Linked DNA regions of Mus musculus: all the other regions are linked to region 5. The links are chromatin contacts, called in public HiChIP or PLAC-seq and promoter capture Hi-C maps. All regions are on one chromosome and are shown on one strand. Each heading gives the region's core, a stretch centred on a gene start, on an enhancer-like site or on the middle of the called end of the contact. The rest is flanking DNA. Distances are from core to core; before and after follow the strand shown.

The links. Promoter capture Hi-C pulls out the DNA fragments that hold promoters and counts their contacts. HiChIP or PLAC-seq counts read pairs in DNA pulled down with a chosen protein or histone mark. Capture Hi-C pulls out chosen DNA fragments and counts their contacts.
Region 1: a contact with region 5 is called in a promoter capture Hi-C map of liver, with 3 times the contacts expected there. The contact joins the promoter of Selenov here to the promoter of Zfp30 in region 5. A contact is called at or near these places in 3 of 39 promoter capture datasets (hippocampal neurons and liver) and 1 of 9 other capture datasets (pancreatic islet).
Region 2: an H3K27ac HiChIP or PLAC-seq map of microglia shows a contact between it and region 5, with 5 times the contacts expected there. The contact joins the promoter of Zfp780b here to the promoter of Zfp30 in region 5. A contact is called at or near these places in 6 of 39 promoter capture datasets (the 3T3-L1 cell line, the C10 cell line, cranial neural crest and 3 more), 1 of 115 datasets of contacts at active chromatin or transcription factors (microglia) and 2 of 9 other capture datasets (adipose tissue and liver).
Region 3: a contact with region 5 is called in a promoter capture Hi-C map of adipose tissue, with 4 times the contacts expected there. The contact joins the promoter of Psmc4 here to the promoter of Zfp30 in region 5. A contact is called at or near these places in 7 of 39 promoter capture datasets (the C10 cell line, cranial neural crest, erythroid cells and 4 more), 1 of 484 Hi-C or Micro-C datasets (B cells) and 2 of 9 other capture datasets (adipose tissue and liver).
Region 4: a promoter capture Hi-C map of hippocampal neurons shows a contact between it and region 5, with 4 times the contacts expected there. The contact joins the promoter of Zfp850 here to the promoter of Zfp30 in region 5. A contact is called at or near these places in 2 of 39 promoter capture datasets (hippocampal neurons and liver), 1 of 115 datasets of contacts at active chromatin or transcription factors (large pre-B cells) and 1 of 9 other capture datasets (liver).
Region 6: a contact with region 5 is called in a promoter capture Hi-C map of liver, with 2.1 times the contacts expected there. The contact joins the promoter of Paf1 here to the promoter of Zfp30 in region 5. A contact is called at or near these places in 4 of 39 promoter capture datasets (cranial neural crest, hippocampal neurons and liver), 1 of 115 datasets of contacts at active chromatin or transcription factors (astrocytes) and 1 of 9 other capture datasets (liver).
Region 7: a promoter capture Hi-C map of cranial neural crest shows a contact between it and region 5. The contact joins the promoter of Dyrk1b here to the promoter of Zfp30 in region 5. A contact is called at or near these places in 2 of 39 promoter capture datasets (cranial neural crest and liver) and 1 of 484 Hi-C or Micro-C datasets (muscle stem cells).

The regions. Positions count from the first base shown.
Region 1 is chr7:28,289,732-28,292,443 of GRCm38.p6, reverse strand. It overlaps Selenov (selenoprotein V), which reads left to right and starts at 1,258. Exons shown (of 6, transcript NM_175033.4): 1 at 1,258-2,121. The coding sequence starts at 1,367.
Region 2 is chr7:27,977,793-27,980,492 of GRCm38.p6, reverse strand. It overlaps Zfp780b (zinc finger protein 780B), which reads left to right and starts at 1,336. Exons shown (of 6, transcript NM_001081021.1): 1 at 1,336-1,403.
Region 3 is chr7:28,048,838-28,051,537 of GRCm38.p6, reverse strand. It overlaps Psmc4 (proteasome (prosome, macropain) 26S subunit, ATPase, 4), which reads left to right and starts at 1,446. Exons shown (of 11, transcript NM_011874.2): 1 at 1,446-1,555; 2 at 2,336-2,434; 3 at 2,559-2,700. The coding sequence starts at 1,520.
Region 4 is chr7:28,012,828-28,015,547 of GRCm38.p6, reverse strand. It overlaps Zfp850 (zinc finger protein 850), which reads left to right and starts at 1,433. Exons shown (of 6, transcript NM_001254951.1): 1 at 1,433-1,532.
Region 5 is chr7:29,782,574-29,785,273 of GRCm38.p6, reverse strand. Zfp30 (zinc finger protein 30) reads right to left here and starts at 1,306. Exons shown (of 5, transcript NM_001360208.1): 1 at 373-1,306.
Region 6 is chr7:28,391,681-28,394,380 of GRCm38.p6, reverse strand. Paf1 (Paf1, RNA polymerase II complex component) reads right to left here and starts at 1,385. Exons shown (of 14, transcript NM_019458.3): 1 at 1,127-1,385; 2 at 683-712. The coding sequence starts at 1,173. Med29 (mediator complex subunit 29) reads left to right here and starts at 1,691. Exons shown (of 4, transcript NM_026042.3): 1 at 1,691-1,930. The coding sequence starts at 1,718.
Region 7 is chr7:28,179,027-28,181,799 of GRCm38.p6, reverse strand. It overlaps Dyrk1b (dual-specificity tyrosine-(Y)-phosphorylation regulated kinase 1b), which reads right to left and starts at 1,484. Exons shown (of 11, transcript NM_001271370.1): 1 at 1,374-1,484; 2 at 128-291. The coding sequence starts at 1,452. It overlaps Fbl (fibrillarin), which reads right to left. Exons shown (of 9, transcript NM_007991.3): 8 at 2,757-2,773; 9 at 2,531-2,669. The coding sequence ends at 2,645.

The DNA.
Region 1 (2,712 bases), core at 9-2,508, 1.5 Mb after region 5:
ATGTGCCAGGGTCCAGGTCAATTCCTAGTCCAAACATCTGTGTGTTCTTCCTGTGGAAGCACCCACTGCACTGACGTCTGGCAACACAGCACGTTAATGGTCACGAAATGTACATTGCATTCTGGGGCCTAGAGTCTTCATGAGGTCTTGGTCAGGCAGATAAAGTTAATAGCCCTCCTGGGGCAGAACTGACACAATGTGGCCCCAGGCTGTCATCACTATCCACGTTATTGTGGATTGGCTGGTCTATGTATGCCCCACCCCCCTTCCAGAAGGATATTCCCTGGCTTAGAAATACTGCCCCAAAGCCACAGGCAGAGGCTGACATCTCTTGAGACATCAACAGGGTTATGTGCATCCTGAGGGTTTTTTTTTGGGGGGGGGGGTGTTGGTTGGTTTTGTTTTTTTTTTTTTGTTTTGTTTTTGTTTTTTTTTTTTTACTTGAGAGTGATTTTAAACTTTTGATCCACTTGCCTCCTGAGTGCTGGAGCTACAATCCTGAGTCAACATAACTGGTTTGTGTGGCACGGGGGACTTGGACCCAGGGCTTTGTGAATGCTATGAAAACTCTATTAACTGAGCCACAACCCCTGTTAAGTCATCCTTCTGTGAGCCTCAGAATGAAGTCTAGTCGGCCTTACATGGTCACTGTCCCTGGCTCCAATCCTTGTCACCTCTGCCTTTTGCCTATACTCCACTTCTCAAACTTGTCCCCTTTCCTGGTGCCAGCTTCCACTTTATCTCCCTAACTCGGGTTCCACAGGATTGGTTGATCCAGGTCTTGTTCTAGGAGCTGGGGATACAGCATGAAGAAGACAGAGTCTCACTTTGACCACTCCCCGGGAGTAAATTGGATTATTTGTGTGGGTTGTCGCTATTTTTCTCCGGACCTCGTATCCTGCAGAGAGGTGCCTCCTTTCTGAATTATATGGGTGCTGGTATTCTCCACTGCACTGACGGTTTTAGGCTGTCACTCTCATACTGGGTGTGACCTCCTATCATGGGCAGGAAGCAAGGAGGGCAGAGATGCATTGTCCCCGGAATCCCCAGCGCTAGGAGGGCGCTTAATGAACTCAACCAGCTAAACGCATGAGTGTCAGGGTGGCAATGGGAAGCTCTAGGCAGAGTTGGCTCCTGCTGGGTGGGGATAGGGACAGGGGCGGTGTCTATTCGGTGAGATCTGAAGACAGCAGCGCCTCCCTGGCGCAGAGCTTGGAATCTCCGCCTGACTGGAACCCGGTGTAACAGTGCCTGCTCGTGGTTGCTTCGGTTTTTAGAATCCTCGGGTGCGAAAGCTCTCCTCGCTCAAGGAAGCAGGGCGAGGCGGGACGCTTAGCCTGGGGTACCCGGGTCTCACCTGGTCCCCATGAATAACAAGGCGCGGGTCCCCGCTCCCTCCTCAGTCCGGGCAAACACCCCGGCCCGGACACCCGCTCCCATCCGAACCGCGACCCCAGTCAGGGCCCCGAACCCAGCGCACAACTCGACTCCAGTCCGAACTTCCATCCGGGTCCGGGCTCCTGCCCAAGTCCCTAACCCTGTTCCAATCCGGTTCCCAACTCCAGCCCCAGTCCCTGCCCCAACCCTAACCCCAGCCCCAACTCCAGCTCCAGTCCGGCATGCAGCACCGGTGCGGACTCCAGCACCAGTCCGGGCCCCGAATCTAGGTCGGGTCTTTCCTAAGATCTCTCCAGGCAGGTTCTTCCCGAGCTTGGCCTCGCCCACGGCACAGCCCCTTTCTTCCAGGGCTGCTAGCGCTCTCTTGAAGGATCCCACACTCGCTCAAAATCAGAAACCCTCGATCCACAGCCTAGCGGAGGCCATCCAGGGGCCCCTTCCAGTGCTCACTCCCTCGTCCTCCAAGACACAAGGCTCCATACCGGACACCGCCTCTCCCATAGACTCCTTGGCTTCTACTGCCATGGCCTCCAGTACATTGGGCCCCATTCCGGGCCCCAACCCTACACTAGAGTTCTTGGCCTCCCCGCTGAAGGAAACCCCTGGTCTGGGTAAGCTCTCCACGATTTCCCCAGCACCCAGCTTCGGTTCCACTAAGGAGATCCCATCCACCAGCGAGGACGTCCCAACGCCCAACAGAATCTTGATCCGTGTGATGTACTGGTGAGGGGCTCCCCCTACCCGCGAAAGAACGGGAGCCGAGCCGGCAGATGCTGGAGCTCTGGGCGTGTGTGTGTGTGTGTGTGTGTGTGTGTGTGTGTGTGTGTGTGTGTGCAGGCCCAGGTGGGCGCGCTAGGTAGGGAGGCAGATCCACAGAGTTCTGACCACCACTTGTCTGTCCCTTTGAGATCGGTTTCCCACCCTGGCTTCTTTCATTCACTCCCACGAACCCCTGTGATTTCTGTCTTTGATCTTTCCTCACTCATTTGCATGTTTATTGACTTAAGGCTTTATTCACGCCTCTCTTCCTTCAAACGTTTGTATGAGTAACATGACTGCTGTCATTCGCTTTTATTCATTCATTGATGGGCGTTTCCCACCTGGCAGTCAGAATCATTCGTTTAGCTGCTTGATTCCTGTCTCTTAACTTCATGCATGCATTCACTCTTATTCATACATTCATTCATTCTATTGGTAGAAGCGAGAAGCTTCATCCACCTTCATCCATTCAACATTTACATGATGGATGGGTCTAAACTGTATTCTCATTCATTCATTCATTCATTCATCCATCCATGCATTCACGGTTGATTC
Region 2 (2,700 bases), core at 87-2,586, 1.8 Mb after region 5:
TCAGACACACCATAAGAGGGCGTCAGATCTCATTAGGGATGGTTGTGAGCTACAATGTGGTTGCTGGGATTTGAACTCAGGACCTTCAGAAGAGCAGTCAGTGCTGTTAACCACTGAGCCATCCCTCCAGCCCTCACAATTTGATCTCCCCCCACCCCCACCCCCTGCTTCTTTTCTTATTTATTAGATATTTTCTTTATTTACATTTCAAATGCTATCCTGAAAGTTCCCTATACCCTCCCCCCTGCCCTGCTCCCCTACCCACTCACTCCCACTTCTTGGCCCTGGCGTTCCCCTGTACTGGGGCATATAAACTTTGCAAGACCAAGGGGTCTCTCTTCCCAATGACGGCCAACTAGGCCATTTTCTGGCTGTCATTCTTATTACTACCTTATTACTTACCAGGCTTTCCCCCTGCTTCGTGCCTGAAGCTGCGCTATTAGTACTTTTAGTTTATTTTAGTTTTTAGGGAGGGTTTCACTCTATACTTGTAGCTGGCTTCAGTCTCACACACATGCAGTGAGCTGTGCCTCCCCTTTGCTGGGATAAAAGGCATGTCTTACCACGCGCAGCCATGTTTATTATACTTGATGACTTGGCCTCTTTATTTACACTGGCAATGTTGTGTCCCCAGTCTGTCTCGATTATCAAATCAACCTGAGTCTTCATTACGGTCACTCGTAATCTTCTAGAGTACTGAACTTTAACATATTTTCTGTAGTTGATACTCGGTTGAGTCTGACTTGTTTTCAAATCCTCCTTGTTTTCATCCTTCAACGTGAGGTAAATTACTGTCTAACGGACACGACTCAGTTGAAACTTTCTGATGTGTTCCTCACTCACCGTTTTCTATCTAGGTAACAGGGACCCTGAACTCAGGGAGGGTCCAGAACACCTGGCTGTCTGAAATCGCTGATGTAAACTATCCACGTTTAACACCAACAATTCTTTAGTTTAGTCTTTCCAAATTTACCATAGTCCCTACCAGGTCACAGCGAGGTGGAATCCCACTCAGTGGGACTCAAGTCACTTATATCCCATTCTGATCTTACTTCCTGTTCTGCTTGTCAGTCCGCTCCAGGGAAGAGAAAAATCAGTGGCGCGCAGAAGCGGAAGTACCTTTTGAGCACCACACGGGAGCTTTTAAAGGCTGTGCCTTTTTGGAAAAACCCCTGACACCACCAGGCGCAGCTCCCAGGTGGGCTGGTCCCAGTAGCAAGCTCGGATCGCCCTGAACCTCTGAGCTCTGGGCTTCCCGGAGTTCCGCCGCAAGGACTACATTTCCCAGGGTCCACCGCACCGGAAGTAACGGATCGAATTCCGGTGTCGTGTATCGCTCCCTTGAAAAGTCAGGTTTTTCTCGTAGGTGGAAGAAATCGCTCTATGGCCTACGTCCTCACAGAGTAAGATCGGAGCCAGCATGCTGGGTGTGGGTGTGGGATGGATGTTGATATTTGTGTGAGTGTGTAGGGGCGGTGATGTGTGTGTCTGTTTCTCTGTATGTATACGCACCTTGAGCACTCTGCATCTCCTGTGTCACTATGCTTGTAGCTTTCTGCTCCTGCTTTCTCTTGCAGGCACAGGGGCTGAAGCAAGGAAAGATCAGGTGCAGAGTCTGAAGGGAAGCTTCCTTTGAGGTACATGAGTAGCTGAGGCCGGAAGTGCCTCCGAGGGGCCCCTAGGGGGATAAGATCCCTAGGTTTCCCTGAGCTGTAGCAATGCGAGTGTTGCGGGAAGGGAGGGAAAGTGCTCATTGAGGATGCTCTCAGATCTAGTTTGGGATCTCAGGCTTCCTTGGGCTCCCCACAGGCTCCCCATTTCGGCCATTATTCCAAAGGAGGGCTAGAGAAGCATGAGATCTTTATTGCTACTCAGCTAAGACTCAAGGGCGAAGTTTGTGCTTTCTCTCCGTGTGAGAAACGAGGCTTTAGGTTTAGACTATAGAATTGTCAGTAAATGAAGGAGTAACAGACAAACTGATAGCTCCAACTTTGTGGCTCTTACATTGTTCGTTCTCCTCCCAATTAGTATTCTCACTATTGTTTCAGTGATCCTTGATATCTCTCAATAATCAGACCTTTCCCCTAGACTTTATAGATAAGAATCTCCAGAGGTTAACCTTAGGAATCTCAAACTCAAACCAATTCCTATCCATGGCATCACATAGCAGATGGACTTTGATCTTTATAGACCTTCCTTTCAAAGCAGGGGGACTTCAGGGGTGCTGGTGCTGCTTGTATTTAATGCTAAATACTGGCTCCCAAGATCTGGTGTCCCCCCCCCCCCACCCTTCGCCATGAGCAGATCCTCACATACTCCAAGTGATGCTATGTGAACTTTGCTCCCCAGCTTAAAACCTGAGTTTAAATAAAACTAGCCACAGCCAGTTCCTGAGAGGAATAGAGAGAGGTAGAGTTTGAGTAACTGAGCTGTGGGTCTCAAGTAGGCACCACCAGGGGAGGAGAGAGAACAGAGGCAGAGCACAGGGGAGGAAAAGACTAGAGAACAGGAGGTCTCCAAGAGCTGGACCAACCGTTCCTGACAGAGTGATATGCCTCCCGGGGACACCAGACGGCTGGAGCAGAAGTAGCCCTGGAAGTTTGAAACAGCAAGGATTTGGGAAGTGCAGTCGAGCCAGTCGCCAGACTGTCATTTAGAGATATAGATTAGGGTCATCCCGCAGTAATTGCACAGAACCTA
Region 3 (2,700 bases), core at 197-2,696, 1.7 Mb after region 5:
CTCTCAACTATTTGTATTGCCTGCCAACAAACTTCACCTTTACTTTGTGGTCACTGTTTTTCTGTCTTTTAATTCTTCAACTGATGGAGGGAAGGAACCCACCTGCTAGCCAGTGTGAGAGCTACTGTAGATTCTCCATACCATACAGAACAGATAGGACGTTCAATTTGTGCAGCATTATGTAGCTAGAAAATAATGATTTGTGCCTGCTACCTATCTGTGCCCCAATAAAAAGTTTACTTAACAAAAACTATAGCTGTTATGAAGTGTGGTAGTGTATATCCCTGGTACAAGGAATACAGATCTAGGTTCTAACCCTGCTTTACCAGTTGCTCAAGTGACTTCAGTGCTTGGCACCAGCTTCCTTCTTTGTAGAAGAGAATATAATACATACTAAGGATTTTAGCTGGGCTTGCTTAGCATATCAAAGTTCCTGAGCCATAACAACAATCAAAACTCAACAGGAGGCTGAAAAGATGGCGCACACAGTCTGTAACTCCAGTGCCACAGATTCCTATGCCCTTTTCTGGCTTCTGCATGTACTGAATCCAGGTGCACAAATTCGCACTCCGATATACACATGTACACGTAACTAAATATAAAATCCTTTCAAAACGTTTAATTATGTGTAAGTGTGTTTCTGCTAGCGGGGACGTGTGCTTGAGTGCAGGTGCCTGCAGAAACCGAAGGAGTTGCCTACAGATGCTAGTGAGCTGCCCCACCTGGGTGCTGGGAACCGAACTCGGGTCCTGTAGAAGAGCCACAAGTGTTCTTCAGCACTGGGCCATCTTGACAGCCCCTAAAAATAATGTGAAGAGGACAGAGAAGAAAAGATTCGACAGGACTCCGCAAAGATCTGCATTCGCAGCTGCCTCGGTTTCTCCAGCTTTGGTACGATCTGATTGGCTCCTCGCCGTTCTGTGACCTCTGCTTCTCTCTTCAGGTGGCGGCCAGAGAAGGTCAAGAGATTCTTCTGTGGAACTAAAGGCTTCTTTAGTGCCTCTCGTTTCTTATACTTAGTTATGTCTGCGAATTCCTTCTAACAAAGCTCTGGAGTTTTTAACAAGTTAGGACAGGACTTGATTAATCTTCATATTCTCAGTTCGGGGCTGGCTTTGTAAAGACAAGAAAGTAAAAAAGTGGATAATATTAAAATCAATCAATCAATCCTCTGGAGACTTTTCTTCAAGAGCAACTCGGCCGCGCCATCTACTGGAGAAACCTTCACAACGCGCGACGGGCCGCGAAGCAGGATGGCGCCAGAACAAGAGTTACTGCGCACGCGCAACATCCTTGCGGGTCCGCGCGCGCGCGCCTGGAGCGCAGAGCGCAGGAACCCATCTTGGGGGCGGAGCCCAGGGCTAAGAGTTTCCCGCCCTTCCTGTTATCCGGCCCGTCAGGTCAACCCGCAGCGGTACCTTAAAAACTACGTTTCCCAAGATGCTCTATGTGAAGGACTTCCGTTGGCGTCAGCGGAAGCCGTGACTGGCCGGGCTGCACTGAGGCCGGCTTGGTCACTATGGAGGAGATAGGCATTTTGGTGGAAAAGATTCAGGTGCAGTGGGGATCTGGGTTTCTTAGCGGGAGCTGGACATGAGTGGGGTGCTGAGGGGTTCTCAGGATCCCAGCTCTGGGCTGGGTGGTTTCAGAGGCCTCGGTGTCGAGCTTTGGGTGGTCCCGGGGCCTGGCGGGGTAGTCATGTTGTCAGGAGGGCGGCAAAGCTCAGAAAAGCAGAGCGGGAGGAAAGTGGCGTTGAACTTAAAGACTTTTCAGACAGAACGGTTGCGAGGCCTGGAGAGCTGTGCTTACTAGCTTTTCGGTTTGGGGTCTGGACCAGGTGGAGGATGATGTATGGGGGCCCCGTGGCCTAGGTATGTTCGTGGCCAAGGGACCAGTGGACTCACTGTGCTTGGGACGTGAACGGTGAGGCGTTAAGTATTGGTTGTGGTTTGGCTGAGTGACCTTTGGCTTTAACGTGAGTTGGGAATCTGACATGAAAGCTTTTGGGGGGGGGAGGGGAAGAACTGGGTAATGAGACTCTGAATGTGACTCTGACTTTAAAATCCATGGGACTTTTAGAACCTCTTGAGGGGACTGGGATGCTAAGGTTCGGTATGGAGCTGCTGCAAAACTTTCATGATGAGTTTTGTTTAAGGGGCCTACTATTAGCAATCTACATAGGGGACTGAGCAGCTCCTGTATCTATTGAGAGATAGTGAATGATGTCAGGTACTGGAGACATAGGTGACTTGGTGGCGAAATAGGAAGAACGCTTTCGCTGATTTCACGAGATGATTCTCTGCTTCCAACACCAAGTTGTCTTTACCGTCTACAGGATGAGATTCCAGCACTGTCCGTGTCTCGGCCGCAGACCGGCCTGTCCTTTCTGGGACCCGAACCTGAAGACCTGGAGGACCTGTACAGCCGCTACAAGGTGTGTTCAACCCTAAGCTGGCTCCTGCATACCTCCCATCCCCCATCACATACGCCCCCCCCCCCACCTCCCACTGTGGTACGGCAAGGCTGCAGCCAACCCTTTGCCCTCCCTGTGCGTGCAGAAGCTGCAGCAGGAGCTGGAGTTCCTGGAAGTGCAGGAGGAGTATATCAAGGACGAGCAGAAGAACCTGAAGAAGGAATTCCTCCACGCCCAGGAGGAGGTGAAGCGGATCCAGAGCATCCCCTTGGTCATCGGTCAGTTCT
Region 4 (2,720 bases), core at 184-2,683, 1.8 Mb after region 5:
GAAGCATCTCCAGGTAACGGGCATTTCTGCCAGGAGTGTGTATACAAGAACACCCTCCCTTCAAGGCCCCCTGATTCCATTAAAGTTTAATTGTCTTGATTTTTATTCTGTCTGCATTCATAGCTGATGATGCTGTCTAAATCATCTATGCCCTGTTGCTTTTCTGGATTCCTTCTATCAGTTATTGAGACTGAAAACTTTTGTATGCAATGCTGGATTTGGCTGTTTCTCCTTATTTCTCTATTGGACGTTTCCCCTCATGTTTTGAAGGTGTGGTATTACACGCATACTGTTTATTTTAGTTTTTTAGACAGGTCTTCACTAAATAGTCCTTGGTGGCCTCATCTCATAGACATTCACTGGCTGTGTCTCCTCATTGCTGGGGTCACATGCATGTGCTACCACGCCCAGCCAAGGATATTTTCACTTGATGACTTGCTGTCTCTGTTATTGCTGTTAGTACTGGCGATGCTCTTTGCCCCCAGAACTGCCTCCATTTTAAAGTTGACTTAAGTCTTTTTTTTTTTTAATACTATTGTGAGGATGGTCACTTTGAATCGGCTAGAATATTTAACACATTTTCTGTAGTTAACACTTATCTGCAAATTAATGTGGCACCTATACTTTAGCATTTACATAATTTACAGTACATTTAATGCAATTAGTTTTATTACTAGGATTGTTTAGCCTTTTCACAATTTCTTTCTATCATGTTTGGAAAAAGTTCTTTGTATAACATGAGAAAAAACAAAAGTGGTTTCGAAAGTTCCATAGTGTCAAGTTACAATAAATGTGTCTATCCTATAAAAAAGAGGCCTATGTTTTGGGTTTGTGTTTTGTTTGTTTTTTAGTTTTTTGTTTTTTAGGACACTTAACGCGTGCTAGTCATTCATCCTCCAACAGGAGGTAAATGACTGCCTATTGAACACAGTTCTGGTGATACATACAGATGTAGTCGTCACTCAATTTTTTCTATCTAGTCAACAGGGACACCGAACCCTGGAAGGGTCCAGAATATCTGGCTCTTTGAAATCGTTAATATAAACTACCCAACTTTAGAAACCAACCAATTCTTTAGTTCGGTCTTTTCAAATTTACCATAGTCCCTAGCAGAGCACAGCGTAGTGGAATCCCACTGAGTGGGACTCAGGCAAAGCGTCCGTCCCGATCTGATCTACTTCCTATTCTAAATTTTAAAATTTCCGCTCGTCCGTCCACGCCACAGGAGGGAAAATCAGGTAGACACAGAACACCAAACTCCGTTTTGATCCCAGGAGGCAGCCTCCCCTCGAAGCATGGGGAGCCCCCTGCCCCCCCACCGTGGGAACTCCCACAAGCCACTGGGCCCAGTTCCCGGATGGGCCGGGCTAAGTTGCATGCTGGGACCTTTCGGAAACGCCGGGCTTCTTGAAGGCTCCACATAGCTCCGGACGCCGCCAAGGGTCTTTGGCATCCCGGTGCCACCAACACGGAAGGTCTGATCTTTCTGGTCCAAAGAAATTGCTGGTTGGCTTCGGTCTCCACAGAGTAAGGTGGGCTGGGTATCGGTGTGGGCGCTGGTGTAGGGTGAATGGAGATGTTGACGCGTACGGGCGTGTGTGAGCGTGTGTGAGCGTGTGTTTGTGTGGGTGGGTGGGCGCGCGCTCGCGCGCGTCTCTCTGTGTATACACACCTTGAGCTCTCTGCTCATCTGTGTCACTGTGCTTATCATTTTCTTTCAAGGCCACAGGGGTTGGAGCAGAGGGCTAAGCATCACTAAGGAGAAGTCAGGTGCGGAGTCTGAAGGGAAGCTTTCCCTGAGGTACACACGAGCTTGGGAGGTGCTTTTAAGGCCGGAAGTGCCTCCGAGGGTCGCTTAGGAGGGCTGCTCTGGGTTGAATACCCGAAGTTTCTCAGAGCTGTAGCCATGAGAGTGTTGAGGGACGTGAAGGAAAATGCTCGGTGAGGATGCTCTCGGATATAGTCTGAGATCTCGTGGAATTATCAGTAAATGAAGGAGGAACGTGAAAATTGATACCTTCACCTCTGGGGCCCATAACGTTGTCCCTTCCCTTTCCACTTCACCTTATCATTTCAATGAACCCCGCCTTTTCTTCTCTACAATCACCCTTTTCCTAAGATGTTCTAGGTAGAAACCTCCAGAGGTTATCGTTAGGTCTCTCAAACTCTGATTTTATAAATCGATTTCTATTTGGATGGCATCGCATATCAGATGCGATCCTTTGATCCTTACAGGCCTTGTTTTCAAAGCAGGCCAGGAATGTCGGGGATAGATGATGTGTTCACTGTGAGGATTATGGCAGTGGGAAAGTGATAGCACTGAATTTGGCATCTTTGAAAGCTAGTGATTTTCTGAGTGTGTGTGTGTGTGTGTGTGTGTGTGTGTGTGTGTGTGTGTAATGGGTAACGTTGGCCAGATCCAGATGAGCAATGCCATGATTGATCGTGGAGTGTGGATCTGTGGTATCGGGTTGGAATCTTGGTTCTGTCCCCTCAGGCTCTCCAGGCCTGTCAGGAACCGTAGGATGCCTGTGGTGAAGCCTGTTAGTGCAGTGCCGCCATATCCTAAGGGCCTGGTGTGCTTTAGTTGTTCTCTGTGAGGCCATCTTGGGTTCATTCCACTCAGTGTTCAGCAGGACAAGGGAGTGTGAGAAACAATGCGATTGCTGGTGGATGTTTAAGAAAGTGACTTAAAAAGAAAAGCTAGGCTTCGTGGTATA
Region 5 (2,700 bases), core at 57-2,556:
GGTGCTACATAACCATAGAACCGCAGGCGCTGCGCACTCAAAGAGGAATCCTGATTAAGTCTCTGCCCACTGAAAATGCAGGGAAATTCTCAGACCCAAAGCAATGAATAGTTCGCTTTTTTTTTTTTTTAAAGACAGGGTCTCAATGTAACCCAGGCTGGCCTTGAACACTTGGTCCTAGTGGAGTGGCAGTGACACCACTCACAGTTGAATAAAACATTTTCACAAACGTCTTTCAAAGGGAAGGAAATTAAAAAAATCCATACTCAAAACAACAACAACAACAACAGCAAAAACAAACAAACAAAAAACCAAAAACGAAAAACAAAAACTCAAGCATTTCACAGGAACACAGAAGTTCTAGAAACTCACACATAATCTCTGTTTTAAACAGAAGTAGTAGCTGCTGGCTTCTAGGGTCTCTTCTGAAGACTGGCAGACACTCCAGGCCTTGTTTCTTTTCTTTTCTCTTCTTTCCTTCTTCTTCTCTTTTCTTTTTCTCTCTTGCAACCCAACGTTAGGCAGTAGAGAATGACCTTGAGCGCCTACTCCCCCTGCCTCCACCTCCCAAATCCCGAGAAGTCAGGTGTATGCCACCACGTCCTCTGGCCTCACCCCTACGCTTTTCTGAAATTGATCAGAATCCCCTTCCAAGCTTCAGGGCTCCAGGCTGACCCCATCCGTATGATCCCAGCAAGCGAGATAGACTACAGCAGCCCACAGTCACCCGTGCCCGAGTTTGCTGCTTCGGCCACTCTGCTTCACCAGTTACCAGTCCGGGGCTGCCCAGCCTTAGGTCCGAGGTGTCCCCCGGTTCTCTGCTCCCCAGGCCCGCCGGGAATCTAAGGTTCTGCACAGGGTATCTCCACCGTGCAAGTCGCGGCCCCCGCCTTCCCTCTCGGTCCTTGTCCACAGCCAGGCCGGGGTTTAGGTGCAGCGCGTCAGCACGGCAGCTGTACCCACGAACGGGCCACCTGAGTCCCAGGGGTCCTCAGAGCGGGTCCCCGGAGAAGAGCGTAGGCCGCACGAGACCGGGGACCACCCAGCTGACGGGTATCCCGGGAGGGTGGGTTGCCAGCGCGGTCAGCGCTGCAGCGGCGGCACCAAAGTGCTACGGACGGGACCGTGGTACTGAAGGCTCTGGGACATCAGATCTCAAGCCTGAGAGTCCGACTGCCACTAGCTTCTTTGACTAGGTTCTGGGCTTCCAGCCCCGCGGAGGCTGCGAGCCAGGCCCCTAGCTCTTGGTCAGGGGAAGGGGGTTGGAGGTGGGGCTGTGTGTGTCTCTTTCTCGCTGCTTCAATGCGCATGCGCACAAGGGAGCCGCAGGGAGGCGGGGAGCCTTCGGTAGCATCTTGTGCAGGCCTGGACAGAGGGAGTTTGGTTCCAGGATCCAGGATTGGGCAGAAATGGCCAAGTCTTTAGGCCTACAGCAGTAGCTCTGGCGTTGAACAAACTAACCCCCAGATGCTTTGAGGTCCAGCGTGGAGCGTTGGCTGAACCACTTATACTAGTTTGGGCATCTATTGTTTGTTTTTAAAGCTGTGGTCTCTCTAAATGACCCTGGTTTTCTCTGTGGACACCAGGCTGACTTTGAAATTGAAGTGATTCTCCAGTAAGCTTCCTGAATGTGGACATTAACGGCACACACCACCACACCCCCGCCCTCTACCTGAGTTTTTTCTTTTTCTTTTCTTTTTTTTTTTAACCAGTTTTTCTTTCTTCTTAAATCTCTATTTGAGACAAACTCTCTCTATGCAGCCCTTGCTAGCCTGGAATCTGTGTAGACCAGGCTAGCCTGGAACTCTGAGATCCACCTGCCTTTGTTTCCGTGGTGCTGGAATTAAAGGTGTGCACCACCACTTCGGACGTGGTTTTCTTTTAACAAAGCAGGCTTGAGTTTTTGTTGTGGCTGTTGTTTTGTGGGTTTTTTGTTTGTTTGTTTGTTTTGTTTTGTTGTTGGTTTTTTTTTTTTGTTTTTTCGAGACAGGGTTTCTCTGTATAGTCCTGGCTGTCCTGGAACTCTGTAGACCAGGCTGACCTCAAACTCAGAAATCCACCTGCCTCTGCCTCCCAAGTGCTGGGATTAAAGGCATGCGCTACCACCACCCGGCTTTTTATTTTATTTTATTATTTTAGGCTTGGGGTTTTAGGCTTTAGCATGAGGAGAGGGGCTCCGAATGACGGCACCTGAAATCGCAGTATGGGCTTCTCTGAAAGAATAATCGATTGGGTTTTCATGTTATTCTTATGTTCTTGTGGTGGTTTGAATAGGTATGGCCCCATAGATTCATGCATTTGTATGCTTGCCCATGCCAAGTAGTGATTTTATGTGTGGCCTTATTGGAGGAAGTGTATCATCACCGTAGAGGCGGGGCTTTGAGGTCACATATGCCCAAGGTACACCACATCTGCCTGCAAGCCTCCACCTTTCCCGCAGGACGATGGTGGACTGAACCTCTGCAAGCCAGCCCCTATTAAATGTTTTCCTTTATAAAAGTTGCCCTGGTCATGGTGTCCCTTCACGGCAATAAAACCCTAAGAGAGTTATGTTAGAAAGAGCTTTCCTTTAGCCCGTTTAATTTAGTCTCAACAGCACATATGCATAGATTCTTAATGAGTTATAGTTAATTTAATTCTTTTTGATGCCTATTTTTTTCCCAAGATTTGGTTTGTGGGGGCCCCTTTAGCCTGACATTG
Region 6 (2,700 bases), core at 136-2,635, 1.4 Mb after region 5:
TGTTGTGTCTGAAGACAGCTACAGTGTACTTATATATAATAATAAATAAATCTTTAAAAAAAAAAAAAGCGCACTGATTGCGGCTTCCAAAGGTCCTGAGTTCAAATCCCAGCAACCACATCGTTGCTCACAACCATCCATAACAAGATGTGACCCCCTCTTCTGGGGTGTCTGAAAACAGCTACAGTGTACTCACATATAATAAATCTTTAAAAAACAAACGGGCTGGAGAGATGGCTCAGCAGTTAAGGTCCTGAGTTCAAATCCCAGCAACCACATGGTGGCTCACAACCATCTGCAATGAAATCTGATGCCCTCTTCTGGGGTGTCTGAAGACTGCTACAGTGTACTTACATACAAACAAACCCTGCCTCAAGCTGACAAGATACCTCAGCAGGTGAAAGTGCCTGCTGTCCAGCCTAAGGAAATGTCTTTAGACTGCCACTCAGAGCTAAGGTGTGTACAATTTAAACACACACACACACACACACACACACACACACACACAACCCTAGGCCTGTGCTGCTGGGCACATAAGGCTGCAATCCCGGCACCCATGAGACTGGGGCACAAAGACCAGTCTGGGCCACTTTATGAGATTCTCCAAAGCACAAAAAAGGCCCCCTAACCGCCTCCCCTGTTCGTGTTCCACCCCTCCTGGAAAACGGAGCTGGGAGCTTACCTCTCAGGCAAGGTCCGGTGGGAATTGGGCCTGGTTTCGGGGAGAAGAGAGAGAGAGAGAGAGAGAGAGAGAGAGAGAGATGTCAAGAGTTGGCCATGTGAGTGGAAAGGCCGGCCCCCGAATTTCTGAAGGAGTGATGGTGATGATGGTGATAAAGCATGAAGCCAGATGCTCAATCCCCTGAGGAGAGCAATCCAGAAGCTTCACTGAAGGAGACTGAGGTCTGACTCCCTCCCGCAAGGTGCAATTCCGAAATTGAATAGCAGGGGACCAGGAAGCGACCGCAGAGCCCAGGGGGGACCGCCCCTTCATCGGGGGTGAGCGCTGCGCGACCTCGGGGGCCGACCTGAGGGAATCAGTGATGTCGCAAGCAGCCCCCCTCGGCCTAGTCCCCAGCTTGCAGCTCACAAAACAAAATGAAGCGGCAGGTGACAGGAGACCTACCTGTGGCCATCTTCCCTCTGGGCCTGGGTCTGGATGGTGGGCGCCATCGCGACCAGGCGACGGCGGCGCGGTAGGCGTCCTCGCTGGCCGCAGGCGGACGCTGAGTGGCGTACCGACTTTGAGAGACGCCGGATCCAAGGACAGGCTCCCGTAGACGCCGGGCTCCGCGGGGAAAGGGGATGAAGTGGGCCGACGAGAAGGGCTCGGGTGTGACTGAAGTAAGAGCACAGACAGCGTCGGACACAGACTTGCAGCTCCCGCTCCGACTGCTACCAAGACGCAGAAGACTAGACAGGTCGCTCCTGGCCGCAAGGCCTTCAGGGAAATAGAGTTTGGTCAGTCCTTCACAGTGATTGGCGAGCTGTGGGTGAAGGGGCGGAGCCGTGGGGGAACTCCTCTTATGATTGGCGAAAAGATATTCCACTCATGGCCTCGGATTTGGGAGGGCGGAGAAAAATGCATATCCTCTTCTCCCATTGGCTAATCTGTCGGTAAGGCATGGCTAACTAGGAGGTCAGCCAACTGAAAAAGCTGAGGAGCTACCGGAGCAGACGCATTTATGACGCATTTCCGGCGTTCTAGCGGAGGAAAATGGCTGCGCCCCAGCCACAGGCTGCAGCGGTTTCCTCTGCGTCTGGTGTGTCAGGCCCGGGTTCTGCCGGGGGTCCGGGTCCCCAGCAACAGCCACAACCGACCCAGTTGGTGGGTTCTGCCCAGAGCGGGCTCCTGCAGCAGCAGCAGCAGGACTTCGATCCTGTGCAGCGCTACAAGATGCTCATCCCGCAACTGAAGGAGAGTCTCCAGGTGATGGGCCCTGCGCGGGGAGCAAGAGGGGCTGGCTGGCGGGCGGGCGGGCTCCGGGGACGAGCGCCGAGGGGCTGTTTGTTGAAGGAGAGATCGTAGGTCGGGAAGAGAAGACAGACTAGCTGTGTTGTGTTTGTGTCTAACCAAAGTGAAGCTCCGGTCAGCTGTAGTGGTGGCGCGTTCTTAATCCCCGTGCTGGGACAGCAGAGGGGGACGGATCTGAGCTCGAGGCCAGTCTGGTCTATAGAGTTCCAGGCCGACCAGGGTCTACATAGTGAAACCCTGTGGAGAGAAAGGAGATGAGGATGAATGACAATTTTTGTTTGTTTGTTTTTTTTTGTTTTTCGAGACAGGGTTTCTTTGTATAGCCCTGGCTGTCCTGGAACTCACTCTGTAGACCAGGCTGGCCTCGAACTCAGAAATCCGCCTGCCTGTGCCTCCCAAGTGCTGAGATTAAAGGCGTGCGCTACCATGCCCAGCATGAATGACAATTTTAACTGTGTATGGTAGTGCAAGCCTTTAATTCCTGCCTTCTGGAGGCAAAGGAAGGTAAATCTTTTGAGTTCCAAGACAGCCTTGGCTACACAGAGAAACCCTGTCCCAAAAAACTAGATGGAAGTGGGGGAGGCAGGAGGAGAAGAGTAAAAAGAGAAACCGTTCTGGTTAAGTTCCGTGCAGAAGTACGGCCTAAGTGTCATTTCAGTCCATGATGACTAGATAAAGGGTATGTCCAGGAAGCTATTAGTGGTAATTCCAAACGAGAGCAGGTT
Region 7 (2,773 bases), core at 235-2,734, 1.6 Mb after region 5:
TCCGTCCTCAGCAGGAATGAGGGTGGACTGTGAGGCCTCCAAAGTCCCCAGAGATCCTCCAACAATCATGCTCTTGTCTGGAGACCCTTCAATCCTCAGGCAGGTGAGAAGCCAGCTGAATGCCTACCTGTGTGTGTTCCTGGGGCCCCGGAAAGCCAGAGAAAGGACCATGGCCTGGTGGGACGGCCATGGTGGGCTCAGAGGGCCGCAGGGGCGTGAGGCCTGGAGCGGGAGCCCGGCCGGGGGGCGCCTTCTCGCATCCTGCACCTCGGCTGCCACCGCCGCTGAGACCTGAGAGCAGGTAGGAAGTGGGAAGACAACATGGAACAAGAAGGCATGTAGGTCAGGGTCAGTCAGAAGAGGTGGGTATGAGTTAGGGGCAGGACCAGGGGGAGACAGGGGACAGGGCAGAGCACCAGCACCAGGTAGCCATGTACAAACAGAAAGGGTAGCAAGTGGGTTAGCACAGCGTGTCTCTCAACAAATGAGGAGCCAAAAAAAATGAATGAAGCATCACATCCAGAGATGTAAAAGGGAGCCATCAGAGCCAGACAGGGGTGGGAGAGGGTGGGTACAAGGCCAGGGCAGGAGGGATAGAAAGAGGCCAGGAATTAGGAGAGCAAAAGAAGGCAGAAACCGTGTAGAGTCTGGGCAGTAGAACTCAGTCCTTCAAAATTTTACTGGTGGCCAGCCTGAGTCCCTCAGATAAGGCCCCGCCCTCACACCGTCTTCCCTCAACACCAAGGGCCCAATTTCAAGCCCAGTCTACCCACTAGTTTCTTTCTATTCTAAAGAACATAGCAGTCCTTATGGACCTCCCAGCAAACCCAAGGTTATCTGAGAACTCCTTTACATGCAAGCTATAGATGTTTCAACCACCTCGGCACTTTCCCCTGGGACCGACTCCATACTCCAAGACCGCTCCCTGCTCCCTATATGAGGTCTCTGGAACCAGAGATCCTTCTTTTAAGCAGTCTATATTTATCCCACTAGGATTCCCCCATTACTCCAAGACCCCTACTCCTCAGGAAAACAAGGGAGAGGTGTCATTTTTCAACATCTAAGAGTCACGGTCTTTTTCTTCTTTACCCTGAGGTCCTTGCTAGCTCCTCTATTTCTACGCTGGGTCATTCCACAATTGAGCCTATTCCTAGAAGGGCCTGACAGCCAAATCCCTAAATATCGCACAAGACTTCACTCACTAAAAGTGTCCTTCGGAACAAAATCCCCTTCTTAGGAGCCTCCCCCTTGTCAGATCCCCTTCTATGCTATGTCTTGCCACTCCAGGTCCCCTTTATTGGGGCTTCACAGATAAACAACCTCTTCCCGAGCCCTCCCACACTAGGACCAGCTCTTACAGCTCCCACCCCTACCCGGGTCAGGGATGGCGCTGGGCCCACGGGGGGCTGGAGCGCGATGGGGACCCCAGTGCGGTGGGCGAGCGGCCAGCATGGCGGCGGTGGTGGTGGCGGCGGCGATGAGGAGGTGGCCGCCTGTCCCCGGCCCGGCTAGCCTAGCCAGCCCCGCGGCGGTGAGGGCAAGCGGGACAGGCGGCCCGGTGGGTGACAACAGCAGCCGCCGCCACTGCCACCGAGGGGGAGGGGCGGGGAAAGGAGGGGACGAGGGTCAGACCAGGGCACGCGGGGGAAGGGGACAGCAGGTGGACGGGGGAGGGGCGGGTTAACCCTCGCCCTACGGCCCAGCCCCGCCCCGCGTGGCCACCCGCCCCCAGGGACCCTGGCGTCCCGCCCCCCACCCGGCAGGCCCGCCCCGGCCAGTGGAGTCCCGGCGGGCGGGGCCCAAGAGAGCCCGGCAGGCCGCACCTCCCATGGCAACAACCGCGCCATTGGTTGTTGCTGCCAAGAGCTTAACCAATTAGCACTCAGGGCAGCTGTTGCTAGGCGACAGCGAAGCGGCCAGCGCAGCCGAGCCCAAACAAAGGGCGGGAGTGGGGCCTGGCTGCCCCCTCCCCGACTCCCTCTCAGGACGGCTCCCTCGGGCTCAGCCTCTTCCAGGAATCCAGCTATGAAGAGCCGGACTCCGCTGCAACGGCCCAAAGCCCCCTCCTTTCCCTTGCTAAATCTCGCGGGGACGGGCAGGGCGGTTCCCGGCCTGCCCCCCACCCAAGCGTGCCGCCCCGCCCGTCGCAGCACCCTTACCTGAGGGCGTGGGTAAGGGGATTCAAACTGCTCGGGGAGCCCGAGCTCAGACCTGCCCACTGGCTGAGGGTGTCCGGTGGACGCGGCGAGCCAGGGCCCCGATTACCCAGTAATGCAACCAGCAAAATGGCGACCACAACAAACCGGCCCCCCTGCCCCGGCTCCGCCCCCACATCATTCACGTGACCTAGCGGAGCACAGTGCGCCTGCGCCTTAAGGGTGCTGAGCCGCGCACGTGCGGAGCAGCCACCAATGGAGCATGCACCATGTGACCGGATGAAACTTTCCAGGCACCACCCCCCGAAGCACACAAAGTTGATCAAGGGCGCATGCGTCTCGAGGCCACTTAGCAATAGGCACCAGACAGGGGAGACAGATGAGTCTTTTAATAGAAAAACAAAACAACTCCCCCGCCCCCAAAAAATCACAAGCCACACGTGCAACAGTAACAACACACATCTCTTCAATCCAGACAGCTCTGAGTTTCAGTTCTTCACCTTGGGAGGTGGCCTGTGAGGAAATCAGAGGGGGTCGAGTTGTAACCACTTTTGGCTTCTCAGGGCCACAGGTAAGGGAGAGGTCTGTTGTGACACTCACCTGTACACACCGACAAC